Regions from separate parts of the Mus musculus genome. Here all the other regions are linked to region 3. A link is a contact called in public HiChIP or PLAC-seq data. All regions are on one chromosome and are shown on one strand. Each heading gives the region's core, a stretch centred on a gene start, on an enhancer-like site or on the middle of the called end of the contact. The rest is flanking DNA. Distances are from core to core; before and after follow the strand shown. Region 1 has its middle 32 kb from the start of Sema7a. Region 2 holds the start of Cd276 (CD276 antigen). Region 3 holds the start of Pml (promyelocytic leukemia). Region 4 has its middle 18 kb from the start of Arid3b.

Evidence for each region. HiChIP or PLAC-seq counts read pairs in DNA pulled down with a chosen protein or histone mark.
Region 1: a contact with region 3 is called in a BATF HiChIP or PLAC-seq map of CD8 T cells, with 9 read pairs. The contact joins the enhancer-like site here to the promoter of Pml in region 3. A contact is called at or near these places in 2 of 484 Hi-C or Micro-C datasets (B cells and nephron progenitors), 4 of 115 datasets of contacts at active chromatin or transcription factors (CD8 T cells, embryonic stem cells, extraembryonic endoderm stem cells and 1 more) and 2 of 9 other capture datasets (adipose tissue and liver).
Region 2: a contact with region 3 is called in an HNF4G HiChIP or PLAC-seq map of pancreatic cancer cells. The contact joins the promoter of Cd276 here to the promoter of Pml in region 3. A contact is called at or near these places in 4 of 39 promoter capture datasets (the 3T3-L1 cell line, the C10 cell line and second pharyngeal arch cranial neural crest), 1 of 15 datasets of contacts at CTCF or cohesin (the NIH/3T3 cell line), 1 of 484 Hi-C or Micro-C datasets (rod photoreceptor), 2 of 115 datasets of contacts at active chromatin or transcription factors (bone marrow-derived macrophages and pancreatic cancer cells) and 1 of 9 other capture datasets (adipose tissue).
Region 4: an H3K4me3 HiChIP or PLAC-seq map of pro-B cells shows a contact between it and region 3, with 2.5 times the contacts expected there. The contact joins the enhancer-like site here to the promoter of Pml in region 3. A contact is called at or near these places in 4 of 39 promoter capture datasets (hippocampal neurons, liver and pre-B cells), 2 of 115 datasets of contacts at active chromatin or transcription factors (large pre-B cells and pro-B cells) and 1 of 9 other capture datasets (pancreatic islet).

What each region holds. Positions count from the first base shown.
Region 1 is chr9:57,970,183-57,973,686 of GRCm38.p6, reverse strand. No RefSeq gene overlaps it. Among named protein-coding and RNA genes, the nearest start is that of Sema7a, 32 kb to the right of the region's middle. Within about 2 kb of position 1,471, at least 144 of the 459 cell types and tissues checked have an H3K27ac peak or open chromatin away from gene starts, as enhancers often do. A contact at or near this core is called in B cells, CD8 T cells, adipose tissue and 1 more, where this site is marked.
Region 2 is chr9:58,553,231-58,556,614 of GRCm38.p6, reverse strand. Cd276 (CD276 antigen) reads left to right here and starts at 1,582. Exons shown (of 8, transcript NM_133983.4): 1 at 1,582-1,593.
Region 3 is chr9:58,247,887-58,251,361 of GRCm38.p6, reverse strand. It overlaps Pml (promyelocytic leukemia), which reads left to right and starts at 1,576. Exons shown (of 9, transcript NM_178087.4): 1 at 1,576-1,821. The coding sequence starts at 1,672.
Region 4 is chr9:57,852,769-57,856,459 of GRCm38.p6, reverse strand. No RefSeq gene overlaps it. Among named protein-coding and RNA genes, the nearest start is that of Arid3b, 18 kb to the right of the region's middle. Within about 2 kb of position 1,974, at least 31 of the 459 cell types and tissues checked have an H3K27ac peak or open chromatin away from gene starts, as enhancers often do. A contact at or near this core is called in pro-B cells, where this site is marked.

The DNA of each region.
Region 1 (3,504 bases), core at 222-2,721, 280 kb after region 3:
ATCAAGATGGGTTGGCTGAGAGTCAGCCCTACCACCATCTAAACCCCAGAACTCCGTGCCTCAAGGGGGACCAAAAAAAAAAAAAAAGGCAGAACAGAGGGAGACAGAAGAGAAACCAGCTTGTGCAGACCCTGGGGACCTCTGTCACTCAGGCCTCGCCCACACACCAAACAAGAGCCTGGGAAAGTCTTCAGAGCTTGGATCTCTCCCAAAGGGCGATATCAATCTCTAGTATACATGGGCATGTGCACACACATGTGCATTCAAACATGTATACACACATGCATCACATGTAAATAGTGAGTGAGGTTGGGTAGTGGTTGAAAGCCGCAAAGACAGTGGGATGTGAAATAGTATTACCCTTGGGAAGCAACTTAGCATCCCCCCCTGAAAGTCAAACAAGGTTACCATATGATTGTGCAATCCCACTCCAGTTAAATGCACAAAGAATTAAAAACATGACCTCACGCAGGCTTCACCCGGATCTTCGTGCATCCTGATCCTGATTCACCACAGCCCTCAGCTCAGGTGTGCAGTGGCCGATGTTTAGACAACACAAATAGGACAGAGTTGTGAATGTGTCATCAGCCCTGAACAATGAGGAATGTTGATTTGTCCCTCAGCACAAACAGCACTGAAAGCATTAAGCTAAGAGAAAGAAACCAGACACAAAGGTCTCCTGGCATGTGACCCAGACAAATTCACGGAGACAGGAAGTAGAGTAAGGGGAGGTGGGAAAAGAAAGTAACAGGGTTTCTTATAAGTGAGGGAGTGTTCTGGAATCGATTAGTGACGAGTATCACACAGTACTGGAAATACATGAGAACCACAGATTGCTCACTTGCCACTGGTGAGTTTTTTGGGTTTGGTTTTTTTTATGTGGATTTCCTCTCAATGAAGAACGTGTGAAGGCCAACAGTCTCGCCACGAGCAAGCCTTTCTATTTGTGTCTGTCTGTAAAGCTGCTGCACTGATTAGCCTTTGCCCCGAGAAGCCCCCATACCTCAGCGATGTCCTGAGAGAAGGTGGGGAAAGCCATCCCCAGGGGAGCACTCTCTGGGGGCCACTCAGGGGGGTGTTCCCTTTGTCCACAGCTTCAAGAAAATGTCACACAAGAAAAGAACGCCAAAACCAGCTCCAGCCCCGGCGCTGTCCGGGTCCTGCTGGGACTGCAGTTTCCTATCCTCCTAAGTACCTCCTAAGGTCTTTCTGAGGCAGGATGTGGCCTGACAGAGCCCCGGGATGAGTGTTCCCTCCCAACAGTGCCTTTTGGCATGCATTGCTGGCCATGTGTGGACTAGCAGTTGGGTCTGGTCTGACCACAGTATCCCACTGGAGAAAGCCGTGGGCAGAGGTTTCCACTAAGTCAGTTCTGATTCAGTCTTATTCAGCCTCAAGGCACCCACAGAGGGGCTCCTAGCTCACAGATGTTTATGTGGAGTAATGGGACAGGATGTGGGTGCCCTCTGCCCCTTAGAACAGCTGCTCTGTGAACCACCATCCCGCCGCCCACCCTCCTGTGCGTGTTAGGAAAGTGCTTCACCACTGAGCTACACCTCAGTTCTTCCTGGGATGGTTTTGATGGGAACCAGCAACGGAAAAAGCTGTCATCCCCACCCTGCCCCAAGAGACATCCCAGCTAAGCCTCAAGGCACCCACAGAGGGTGCCAAGGGGCCAGATCCAGATCCCACCCAGTCATCTCTGGTCCGGAAAAAGTTAGAATGGCTAAGCACTTCGCCTCTCTAAGTACCATGTGTCTTGGGGCAGATGATCCCAGCCCCTTCCTCTGATGACCAAGTCTTAAGTCCTAACTGACTGTGTCCAGGAATCCCTGACCCTGGAGTCGGTTCTGCCTCAGGCCCCATCTTGGTGATCTTGCCAGAGAGTGGCTCTCCTCCATCTCTGCTGTATACGCTGTGTTAACCATGTGTCTAAGCAACGAGAGATGCTCGGTGGCGAGCTATGCAGTGTATAAATAAGAGTGATGGAGTCAGTCTAAAACCCCAGGTACCTCTAGAGCCATGAAGCTCTGGTAAACAGCTTCCCCTTCCTGGGTCTGAGTTCCTTTAACTGAGTATGGAGACAGCTGCAGCCTGTAACCTCAGGGGCTGAGGCAATGTGACTGCGAACAAAGGCTCCAGGTCAGTCCTGTTTCAAAATTTAAAAAGGACAGGAAGAAGAGGAAGAGGACCTAAGGATGTAACCCAGTAGTGGGGCCTATAGCATGTGTGAAGCCATAGGTTCAGTCTTTAGGAACACACACACACACACACACACACACACACACGCACACACACACACACAGGAGTTGGGGTGGGGTCAGCACCAATCTCCAAGAGCTTATGAAAACTCTCTAAGATAAGTCATATTTCTCTTTTAAAATGATTGGTACATACATTAATCGACTGTGTATGCTGAAGGGGCGCTTGCCTCAGCATTGCCTGTGAATGTCAGAAAGAGAACATTTGGTAGCCAGTTCTTTCCTTTCACCACGAGGGTTCTGGAGGATCGAACTCAGGGCGTCAGGTTGGCAGCAAGCACCTTTACCCACGGAGTCCTTCTTGTTATCTTTCCAGACAGTCCTAGGCAGGGAGGTGTGTGCTACTTGGTATATGTTCACCTCTATTATATTTAATAGCAGTTAACCTGAATATTCTGAAGTCAGACTGGTTGACTGATTAGTGTCCCTCTTTGGTGGGAGATAGAGGTGACATGTTTCAGAATGTTCTCTGGCTTCTGCTGGGTCAGCCCAGCCCTGGGAATAGGCCTGGAGGATTTTTTTTTTTTTTTTTTTTTTTTTTTGGTTTTTCGAGACAGGGTTTCTCTATGTAGCCCTGGCTGTCCTGGCACTCACTTTATAGACCAGGCTGGCCTCGAACTCAGAAATCTGCCTGCCTCTGCCTCCCCCCAACCCTCTGAGTGCTGGGATTAAAGGCGTGTGCCACCACGCCCGGCTGGCCTGGAGGATTTTAATCCTGTCTGGCAGAGAGAAGTGGCCCTTGCCTGGTGCCAGGCTTGGCTCTAACTGACCCTACAGGCCTCTTCCAGCACAGCCCATAAAAATCAGGTGCTCTGAGCAGGCCATGATGGTGTTAAGGGGGACTGGGAGGAGACAGGCTCAGTGTGCCTCCTGAGCCCAGACACAAGGACAGACCATGTCCCTAGTGTCTCTAAGGACTTCCTGTTTGCCCTCCCACCCTTACCCCCTCCACCCACCCCCACCCCCACCTCTGCTTCCGTGAAATCTCTTCAGTCCTAGGACATCAAAAAGGTTGGGCATTCCAGGAAAGTACCAGCCCGCCCAGGAAACCTGAACACCTGGCGGGACCTCATCCGGCCCATTGTCCTGCAGGGACAGAAACAGAGCCCTAGTCATCAAGATTGTCCACCCCGGGGACATCTAGTCCCAAGCCTTCCATGGGTGGGACACATAGTCAGACTTCCTTCCTGCAGATTGTAGTCCAGTGTTCCCCTGGCCCCAGCCTCAGGTGGGCTACAGCACA
Region 2 (3,384 bases), core at 333-2,832, 310 kb before region 3:
ACCTAGCCTGGTAGACACAGCAGAAAAAAAAAAAAAAAAAAAAAAAAAGACATCCTGTTTCAGGCAAGATGGAAGTCAAGGATTAATACCCAAGGTTATCCTCTGACCTCTACATGAGAGTCTTGGCTCAAGGGCAGGACCATGTATACAGGTTTTTTTTTTTTTTTTAATGCCAAATTTATATTTAGAAGCATAGACATAGCTATATTTGATCTCAGCACACAAATTCAAGGACATAGAATAGTTCTGCCTCTCCCTAAGAGCTGGGTGCCCTCGGGTGAGCTACTATAAAGCCTGTGTCTGAATCTCCTTATCTGCAAAAATGCGAGTAACAGCACTCACTTCACTGAATTTGGGGGATTAAAAGAGATAAATTGTGAAGAGCTTAAAATAGTAGCTGGCAGAAGCCGAGACCCGTGTGGATTCACGATTATTTCCTAAGCTCTCTCTGACAGCTGCTGTCACTTGGTTGCTAAGTCTGCAAGCAGTGCAAGGTTGGAGTCCCTTCTTTCCTTGAGTCTCAATTTTTTTTTTTCATCTGCAAAACAGAAATAATTTCTACCTGGTGGGACCCTTGGGAGATCTATGGAGGCCAGAGAGGAAAGCATGCTGCCTTCATTTGAGCCCACAGAAGGCCCTCTACGCTGTTGCTGTTTCCTGTCTGTGTAATGGACAGATACAAACACAGGTGAAGGGATGTTGGCAAATTCCAGACAGACTTAATCATCCTTTGCCCTCCTCTTGTCGCTGCCTGCAGCTAGATTTTTTTTTTTTTTTTTTTTTAAGGACATAGTGAAAGGGGATGGGGATAGATAGATGGCAAAGAAAGGGTTCAGGGTTGAGGGCACCCAGGCTTACTCTTCTCTACAGAACCTGGGCTAGCCAGCAGCTGGCATGCGGCTGGGATAAAAGGGTTGAGAGCAGCGTTAGTCCGGTTGCTGTGGGTGTAAGAAAACGAGGAAAACCATCTCAGTGGAAATTGCCCTGTGGTTGGCTCAGGCGCCCACGACACTGTATTTATAGAGAGCTCCCAGCAACTCGGAATTCTTCGCTGTCGAGTTAACCCTTTCCGAGCCGCGGTGCTGGCCTGGTGTCGAGGGGAGAAATTCTGGACTGAATGGGGACAGCTGGATTGCAGCGGGGCTTGGAGCCAGCAGTTCCGAGGGTGGGAGTGGTCAGTGGCCGGTCACCTGTCCCCTCTCACCGAAAAAGAAACTTCGGCTCTTGGAAGTGCTAGGATCCGTGTGGGGGATGGGCAGCGAGTAGCCCAACACCTCCTCCTCCTCCTCAGAGTACTGGGTCTTCCCCCGTCGGGGTCCAACAAGGGTCTGGGTCGGGGCGGGTCCAGACCCCGGGCCCTGCCCAGCAGGCGGGCTCAGGCTTCACCCTCGGATCTCGCCGCAGGGCCAATCCAGCCTCTGGGGCGCACCCGGGCGGCTTTTCCGGGCCCCCAGCTTCCTCTGGCCGTCCCGCCCCTCACTCTCGCCCCCGGCCCCAGTCTGGCCGGGCCTCGCGGCGGCGGCGGCACCAACAGTGGCGGCGATTGGGCTGCGCCCCGCCGCGTCCCCGAGTCCCGGGAGTCGGCGCGGCGCGGTGAGTGCTTGCGTGGCGCGGGGCGGCGTGGGCTGCTGGGTCCACCTTTGTGTGCGGCGGCGCCTGGACTGCACGCGCTAAGGCGCCGGGTGCAAGGAGCTGGGAACTCCGCGGCCCTTACCCGCAGGGCACCGGCACCCTGATCCACGATGACCGCTGGGGCTCTAGGGTCCGGAGTAGCTGAGAGCACCCCTGCTTGGCCGCTCCCTCCTCGGGGGGCTGAGACCCGCTGGGATTTGTGGGATCTGATGACTCCCAAGTCTGGGGCTTGTGGGGCCCGAAACGGGGTGGGTGACTGATTATTCAGGCCCTGGGTGTGGAGTAGGGATGCAGGCAGGTAGGTCACTGGGTTGATGGTTCTTGAAGCTTAAGGAAGCTGCTAGCCAAGACTGGAAGGGAGGCATTCTCCGGACTTTGAGGAAGAAAACACCATGAATGCCAGCTCTGAAAGGGGAAACTGCGGGGGAGGGGAGCACGAGGTTAGGTGGTCCCCTGTTCTTGGATCTGAATGGTGAAGAGGGACCAGGTCTGCAGAAGAGCACGAGGGAACAGGTTCTGGGAATAGCTTTAAAGGCTCCTTCGAAAAATAAAAGACTGAAGAGGAAATGGGATGGGACAGTTTGGGCTGTCTTAGGTAAATGGAGATGGATGGAGAGGAGGTCTGAAGGAAGGTAGGGAGAGGCTGGAGGACCAGGGTGGCACATAGAGACGAGAAAATTGAATCCGGCTCTCCAGGGCCCTTTCTTACTAGGCCCCAGTCAACCAGTCGCAGATTTCGGAGCTTGAGGCAGTGGCCTGGCAGAAAGGGAGTTTTATTTCCAAGCCAAACCTGTCCTAATGAGAAATGTATGGTGGGTGACTCAGACCTGAGAGCTTATCACTGAAGGGAAATATTAAGCAAACATTAGACCCGAAGTTTGTATGTGCGTGACCGGGGTTTTGTGTATGTGTCGGGGAGACACCTACTTAATTGTGAAAAATTATTTCCCTTCAAATTGATTGTGGGCCATCTGTAAATGAATAGTGATTAAATTAAAACCCAAATCCTTAAAAAAAAAAGTTTGGGTTTTTTGTTTTTGTTTTTATTTTTGTTTTTTTAAGATAGTACCTCACTATAGATTTGGCTGACCTTGAACTCACATAAATCTACCTGCCTATGTCTCCCAGATGCTGGGACAAAGGCATGCACCACCAGGCCAGCTCAAAGACTTTTTTTTTTTTTTTTGAGTGTGTAGTAGTTACTTTCAGTTTGAGATGCCAATGAAAGTGTCTGAACAGTTTGAGAGCTATTTATTTAACTGAGCCTCCTTTCTCATTCCCTTTGTCCTCCCAGAAGTCCCTAGGACTCCTACTGTTTAGCAACAACGACATTCTGAGTAGTTTGGGGACCTGTAAATAGGTGAATCTGAAATCTGTACTTGAAATTGAAACCTAAACCTGTCTTATGGGCTTGGTTGACTGATGGGCAGGCCAGGTGTGGAGGGCTGGGGAGCTAAGGGCTATGGAGTGGTGGTCTACCCTTCCACCTTGCTTGGGAATGGGAATATTTTGGAGGTGTGTGTTTTCTTTGGTAGCTGGTGTTCTTAGTCTTCAGCACTAACTCTTGGTTAACTGTGGCCCGTGGACGTCTTCCCCCGTGTTACAAATACATCACCGTTAGCTGACACAGGGTCCTGATATCAGTGCCATTTTCATTGTGTGGCTGGGAAGGTAGCTCAGTTAGTAGAGTGCTTGCCTAGCACCCATGAATCCTGAATTGGATCACCAGCCACCAGCGATGCACAAACTGGT
Region 3 (3,475 bases), core at 327-2,826:
CCATGTGGTTGCTGGGAATTGAGCTCAGGACCTCTGGAAGAGCAGTCAGTGCTCTTAACCCCTGAGCCATCTCACCAGCCCCCTAGAAACATTCTATTAGTATCTCAGACTTCAATATGATAACCATTGACATTCTATTAATAGATGTTACATCACATAATTTAAAAAATTGAGGAAAGAAAACACAAATATTTGTACACAATATAACTGATCTTGGCCTAATTTTTTAAAATATTTACTCAAAATATTTATATGAGTACACTGTAGCTGTTTTCAGACACACCAGAAGAGGGAATCAGATTCTATTACAGATGCTTGTGAGCCACCATGTGGCTGCTGGGAATTGAACTCAGGACCTCAGGAAGAACAGTCAGTGCTCTTAACCGCTGAGCCATCTCTCCAGCCCTTGATGGGCTAATTTTAAAGGCCAAGGGATACTGGTCAGCTTAGATGTATGGCCTCCACAGTCTCCAGGATGTTGGGTCTCCCTTTAGAACCCATCTCACCACAACTCTAAGTTTACAAAAGCAGGAACCTGTTACCATCCCTTTTAATCAGTTTCACATAGGAACAGAGAATAGGCACATAGGGGCCAGAAAAGTGGGTGGGAACAGACTGAAGTTAGAAGCCAAAGGCACTGGCCAATGAGAGTGTCAGCAGGTGTGTGTTTTCCTCACCCACTAGTTTCTGGATTGCTTTTTCTTGGTCAAAAAGCTAACTTTGTATCTCTTGTTTTCTTCACCACTGCTGGCCAGCTCTCCCCTTGCCTCCCTGTTGTCTACCTCTGTACGATGCACAGTCATCAGACCCATTCAACGCTGTTCTGTCACCACGGTCCTTCCACTGACTCAGAACTAACTCTGTGTCCCACAGTTACTTCTCATAGGCCACCTGCCTCAAGGTCATTCAAGAGACGCAGCTGACACGCTGTAAGAAACCCTTCACCAACTCTCAGATCATATGTAGAATCGGTCCATTTCTCACCGTATGATTCATCTCATCTTCTCTGGTATCACTTCGCAGGAGCCCCATCTTAAATCTGAAAATGGCCCTGACTACTTCCCAAACTGGCTCTCCTGTTTCAGACCTCCACTCCTTTCCAAGTGTTTGTCTCTCTTTAAAATGTCTGAGCAGCTCTGAATTCCTGGTCATTTTCTATCTCATGCTCCATTCTCAGCTGAGGGATGCCTTTCCAGGCAAACCCATCCCAGTACTGAGTCGAAGTCTCCACTAGGGTGCACTTGGGAGGCTCTCTCAAAGAGGAGTTTATTTCTCTACCTGGCTTTTAACTAGAAAGACATATAGCTGTGGAATGAGTCCAATAGCTCACAGACAGGGAAAAGCCTGTCAGCTCTGTTTCTCTCCTGGTGTGCATGCTGCGTACGTGGCCGGATCTTTCCTTGTTCTGCTAATGAGCCATGCCCGCATGCCGGGCTTGTTTACTTGCTTGTTTGGTTAACCTTTCTGACTCTACCAGAGTTACTTCCATAGCTCCCTAGTCTTTCTCTTAACTTTGGAAGGGAGATTATAGAACCAGCCTCTCCGCCCCTAGACCCGCCCAGCCCTGTCTCACTTCCTCTCGGGAGGCGGGCTCTCCTCGGGCAATCTCTCGCTCAGTTTTCTGGCTCAGATCTGAGACCCATTTCCCGCCTTCACAGACCTAATCAAGAAATGGAAACTGAACCAGTTTCCGTGCAGAAGGTACCTGCACCCCCTGGATCTCCCTGTCGACAACAGGACTCTGCCCTGACCCCCACGCCCACCATGCCTCCCCCAGAGGAACCCTCCGAAGACTATGAACACAGCCAAAGCCCTGCAGAGGTACTACTGGGTTAGAAGGTGTAGGGCTATTAGGTTTTTTTATTCGTTTACTTTGGTCGAGGAGTTGAGGATGAAGAAGGTCGTTATAGAGAAGTAAGTTAATGGGTTAGTGTCCTAAAGAGACACCAAGGTCCTGACCCTCCTGGCTGGGCAGAGGTAGAACTGATAGCCTAGAGTAAAATAGGAACAGGGGCCCGGCGGTGTGGGGCACACCTCTAATCCCAACACTTGGGAGGCAGAGGCAGGTGGATTTCTGAGTTCAAGGCCAGCCTGGTCTCTACAGAGTGAGTTCCAGGACAGCCAGGGCTACACAGAGAAACCCTGTCTAAAAAAAAAAAAAAAAAAACCGGGATGAGTTGGATTGTAACTGGGGATAGTTGGATTGTAACTCCTACTCCCTGAAGCCTTGCCTGAAGCGCCTACCTCAGATGAAAGACTATAGTCCTGTGGAAGGCCTGGCCAGGAGTCTTATTTGCTCTGGCCTGGAGCTAAAGGCATGTCCCAGACTTGGCAAAACTATAGTCGCCCTCCCTGACCCCCACACCAACACTTCCCGTTTTTCAGCTGTGGTTGCACATCCCAGGAGCAATAGTGCTTGGGATGGTAGGGCTGGAGGGAGGATGACAAGTTCCAGGCCAGCCTAGGCCACAAAGAGAGTTCAAGACCGCTGAGGGCATCACAGCAAGACCTGTTTCAAAACAAAACAAACAAACAGACAGAACCTGGCTCAGACCAAAGTGCCTGCTAAGACCAACAGGATTCACACAGCTGCTTTCTCTTTTGATTTTCATCAATTTATTTTATGTGTATGAGGTTTAGGGATTTATTTTATTTTATCTTTTGGAACACAGGGTCTCACTCTGTAGCCTTGGCCGGGCTGGAGCTTGCTTTGTAAGCCAGGCTGGTCTCAAATTCATAGAAACCACCTGCCTGCCTTCTGAGCTCTGGGATTAATGTATGCGCCACCAAGCTCATTTTCCTAAGGAAGCCTAGTTCATGGCCTTCCTGGGAGTATTGCCTCAACCTTCCATACTCACCCTGGAAGGAACTACCTCCATCCCATTATTCTTCACTCATTTTTCCCTTCACAAAAAACACAAATAAGGTCACATTGCCCTAACTTTTTATTATTAGCATTATATAGCTAAGGATTAAAAATACTAGTTGACATTTATGGGTACTTCTCTCTCTCTCTCAATCTCTCTCTCTTTTTTTTTTTTTTTTTGGTTTTTCGAGACAGGGTTTCTCTGTATAGCCCTGGCTGTCCTGGAACTCACTTTGTGAACCAGGCTGGCCTCGAAATCGCCTGCCTCTGCCTCCTGAGTGCTGGGATTAGACTTATGGGTATTTCTCATGTGCCAGGCACCATGGTATTGAGCTCTTTGAACAGTAGCTCCACCTTCTATACCTATGAACTAACTATTATTATTTTATATGACATGACTGGAATTACACAATATTTCTAATTTTATGGCAGGCATATTATTTCACCATGTCTTCAAGGTTCATCCAGGTTGTTGAATGTATCAGGATTTCATTCCTCTTTCAGGGTGAATACTATTTTGTTACATTTGCAGACACATTTTGTTCATGCGTTCATGTGCTAAGGACACTTGGGTCACTGTGACTTTTGTGGGGGTGTTGCTAGGCACAT
Region 4 (3,691 bases), core at 725-3,224, 400 kb after region 3:
TGCTTTTTGAATTGGAGAACAAATCTAGAGCTACACTTATGCCAAGGATATATATACCCATTGAGCTGTACCCTTAGTCCCTGTTTTTGCTTTGTATGTAGCTTAAGTACCACACCTTATTTACCAGTTTCCTGTGGATAGACATTTAGGTTGTTACTAATCTCTTGCTACTGTCCTGTGTTCACATTCTTTCCACTGGAACCCTGCACATGCAAAGACCTGGCCAGCTTCATGCCAGCACTATCCAGCTCAGCCCACTCACTTACACTTTCTTTTAGTTTGTAGCCAAGGTATAAAGCTAAGATCTGCCCCTATTATTGTTCAGCATCCACTCTTGCAAAGTGTACCTTGGAGAAAGATACTTGAGTGACTACAAGGCAGATATTTACACTGATAGGAAGACGATAGAGCAGTGGGCTCACATGAATCACAGTGAAACACCCCAGGATGCAAACCTCAGCTTCCAGCCTAGAACGGGGACCTTTGCTCCAAACTTCAAGCAACTCAATGAACTCAAGCAACTCAATGAAGGTTCAAGCGTTAACTTTCCTGAGGCGATCCTGAAGATCACTGGCGAGCTAAGCAACAACCCAGTGCTCAGCAGCACATGGTAACTTTTGCTTCGTGAGTGTGTACAGGTTTTCCCCCTAAATATATAATTTTCTCAATTACCAAAGAAAGCAACATGTACCTTTAGTTTAAAAATAGGACATGTATCATAACTGTCTTTATTTTTAAGATAAAAAAATTGTTTTCCAAAAGACTAAATCAGCGTGAAATGTTTTTTCCTTTCAAAATGATTTATTTCACATACTTCTAGCTAGTTTCCTTCTTTTATTAAAAATTCGTGGGCTGGTGAGATGGCTCAGTGGTTAAGAGCACTGTCTGCTCTTCGGAAGGTCCTGAGTTCAAATCCTAGCAACCACATGGTGGCTCACAACCATCTGTAACGAGATATGACTCCCTCTTCTGGTGTGTCTGAAGACAGCTACAGTGTACTTACATATAATAAAAAAAGAAAGAAAGAAAAAAATTCGTATTATTTTTACTTGTGTATGTGTGTACATGCTTTGACACAGTGTGGAGCTCAGAGGACAGCTTGAGCCAATTTTCTTTCCATCATGCTGCCCCCAGGGATCATCATGTCTTCAGACTTGGCAGCAATGGCCCACTGGTTTCTTTTCACATTGAATCCCTAATACTTTCCCATGTCAATACAAGTGTACTGACTTTGGTTATAGATGCTTGTGGGATGCTTAGTTTGTGATATAGGTTGCTAGGATACAGCACAAACTCTGGTTCTAATAATTCCATATCAAGTGCTCTTAACCAACAAGCCATCTCTTCTGCTCCTAACATTTACAATATGTGTGTGTGTGTGTGTGTGTGTGTGTGTGTGTGTGTGTGTGTGTGTGTGCGCGCGCGCGCGCGCGCGCCTGTGTGCACTTGTACGTATGGAAGTAAGAGGACAACTTGCAGGAGTTGGTTCTCTCTGTCCAGGGGTCAATCTCAGAACTCAGGTCTTTAGGATTGGTGATATTTTTACCTGCATAGCCATTTTGTCAAGTCTATGTTGGCTTTTTTATTCTCTCTCTCTCTCTCTCTCTCTCTCTCTCTCTCTCTCTCTCTCTCCAGAGTTTCATGTACCCTGTCTGGTCTTGTACATCTGTTTAGTGAGGTTTACCTTGAAGTCCTGAACCTCCTGCTTCCACCTTCCAGCGTGCACCATTATGCCTGGCTTGCTGTCTATTTTTAATAAAAAGCGAGTCCTTAAACTTTGTGGCTATTTATTTGAACTTTGTAATTAAGCTATTAGGACTAGAATACATCAAAGCAGATCCTACAATTTTTGGGCCAGGAGAGTCAGTTATTGATGATGCCATAATTAATGTTGACATTCCACACAGAGATTCCCTCACTTTGCAGTGGGTGAAGGGAGGAAGTTGTAGAAGCACAGACACCATCCTTCTAGCACTTGGATTGCAGAAGTGAAACTGGCTGGCAGAAATGCCCATATTAGGAAATGGCTGGTTGTTAGATGGTTGTAGTGTTAAACTTTTTCTGGTATGTGTGAAGGGAACTAATCAGAATGGGTTTTGGCAGTTGCTTTGTAGCCACACTATTCTCTTTCAAATCAGATCTCAGTATAGTTACAAGTTCATAAGAATCAAACTTCAGAGTGAGTATGATTTACTTAAAAAAAAATTAAATTGAAACTTGACTTCAGCTAAACAAACTGAAATCCCAGTTCGGTTTTTAAAATTTGGATTTCTGAATCAGGATCCCAAATGAGCTTATCCATTTCTACTTGGAATTGGGTTAAAAGTCTGTGTGGTTGATTTGCACAAACCTTATATTCAACAAGTCTCCTTTCCATAGAACATCGAGCAAAGGCCTGAGGGCAGACAACTTTTTAATTTCCGTGGTACTAAATAAATTTCATTTTAATAGAATTTTAATAGCTCAAGATCAGCAACACAAGTGACAGTTCATGCTAGCAAGGATGTGGAGCAAGGGGAACACTCCTCCATTGCTGATAGGAGTACAAACTTGTGTAGCCACTTTGGAAATTAATATGGCGATTTCTCAGAAAATTGGAAATTGGTCTACCTCAAGACACAGCTAATCACTCCTGGGCAGGGGCAGCCCAGACCCAGAAAGACAAACATGACTTGTGTCTAGTCCAATTGTCATCCTAGAGCCTTCGTCCATCAAAGGATGGAAACAGATGCAGAGACTTACAGCCAAACATTAGGAGAAGCTTGGGGAATCCTGCAGAAGATGGAGGTAAAAGGACCTTAGGAGCCAGAGGGGTAAAGACACCACAAGAAAACCCACAAAATCGACTAACCTGGGCTCACAGGGGCTCACAGGGACTGAACCAACAACCAGGGAGCCTGCATAGGACTGACCTAGGCCTATGTCCCAGTTGTGTAGCTTGGTCTTCTTATGGGACCCCCTAACACTGGGAGCAGGGGCTGTCTCTAACTGTTTTGCCAGATTTTGGGACCCTGCTTCTCATACTGGGTTGCTACTTCTAGTCTTAATACAAAGGGAGATGCCTAGTCTTACTGCAACTTGATAGGGCATGTTTGGTTGATATCCCTGGGAGGTCTGCCCTTTTCTGAAGAGAAACAAAAGAAGAATGGATGGGGGTGGGGAGGAGGAGAGGAGAAGTGAGGGGGAGGGATTGGGAGGAGAGGGAGGAGAGGAAACTGCAGTTGAGATGTAAAAAATATAATTTTTTTTTTTAAGATTTTTTAAAAAGATTTATTTATTTATTATATGTAAGTACACTGTAGCTGTCTTCAGATACTCCAGAAGAGGGCGTCAGATCTTGTTACAGATGGTTGTGAGCCACCATGTGGTTGCTGGGATTTGAACTCCAGACCTTCGGAAGAGCAGTCGGGTGCTCTTACCCACTGAGCCATCTCACCAGCCCTAACAGATTTAAAAATATAATTTTTAAAAATTAAAAAAAAGCTCTCATATTATATGTAGCTTCCTTTAGCAAAAGTCTAGGAACAAAATAGCATTACTTTTGCAACAGGTGCATATGTGCTGTGTAAAATAATGGAGACAATGAATACTAATTCATTCAATTCATAGTATTCAATAAATATTAATGTCATATTTTGTGACAACAAAAGTCCAGCAAACCAAAGCAAGCCTTTCCATTCTGTAATTGGGA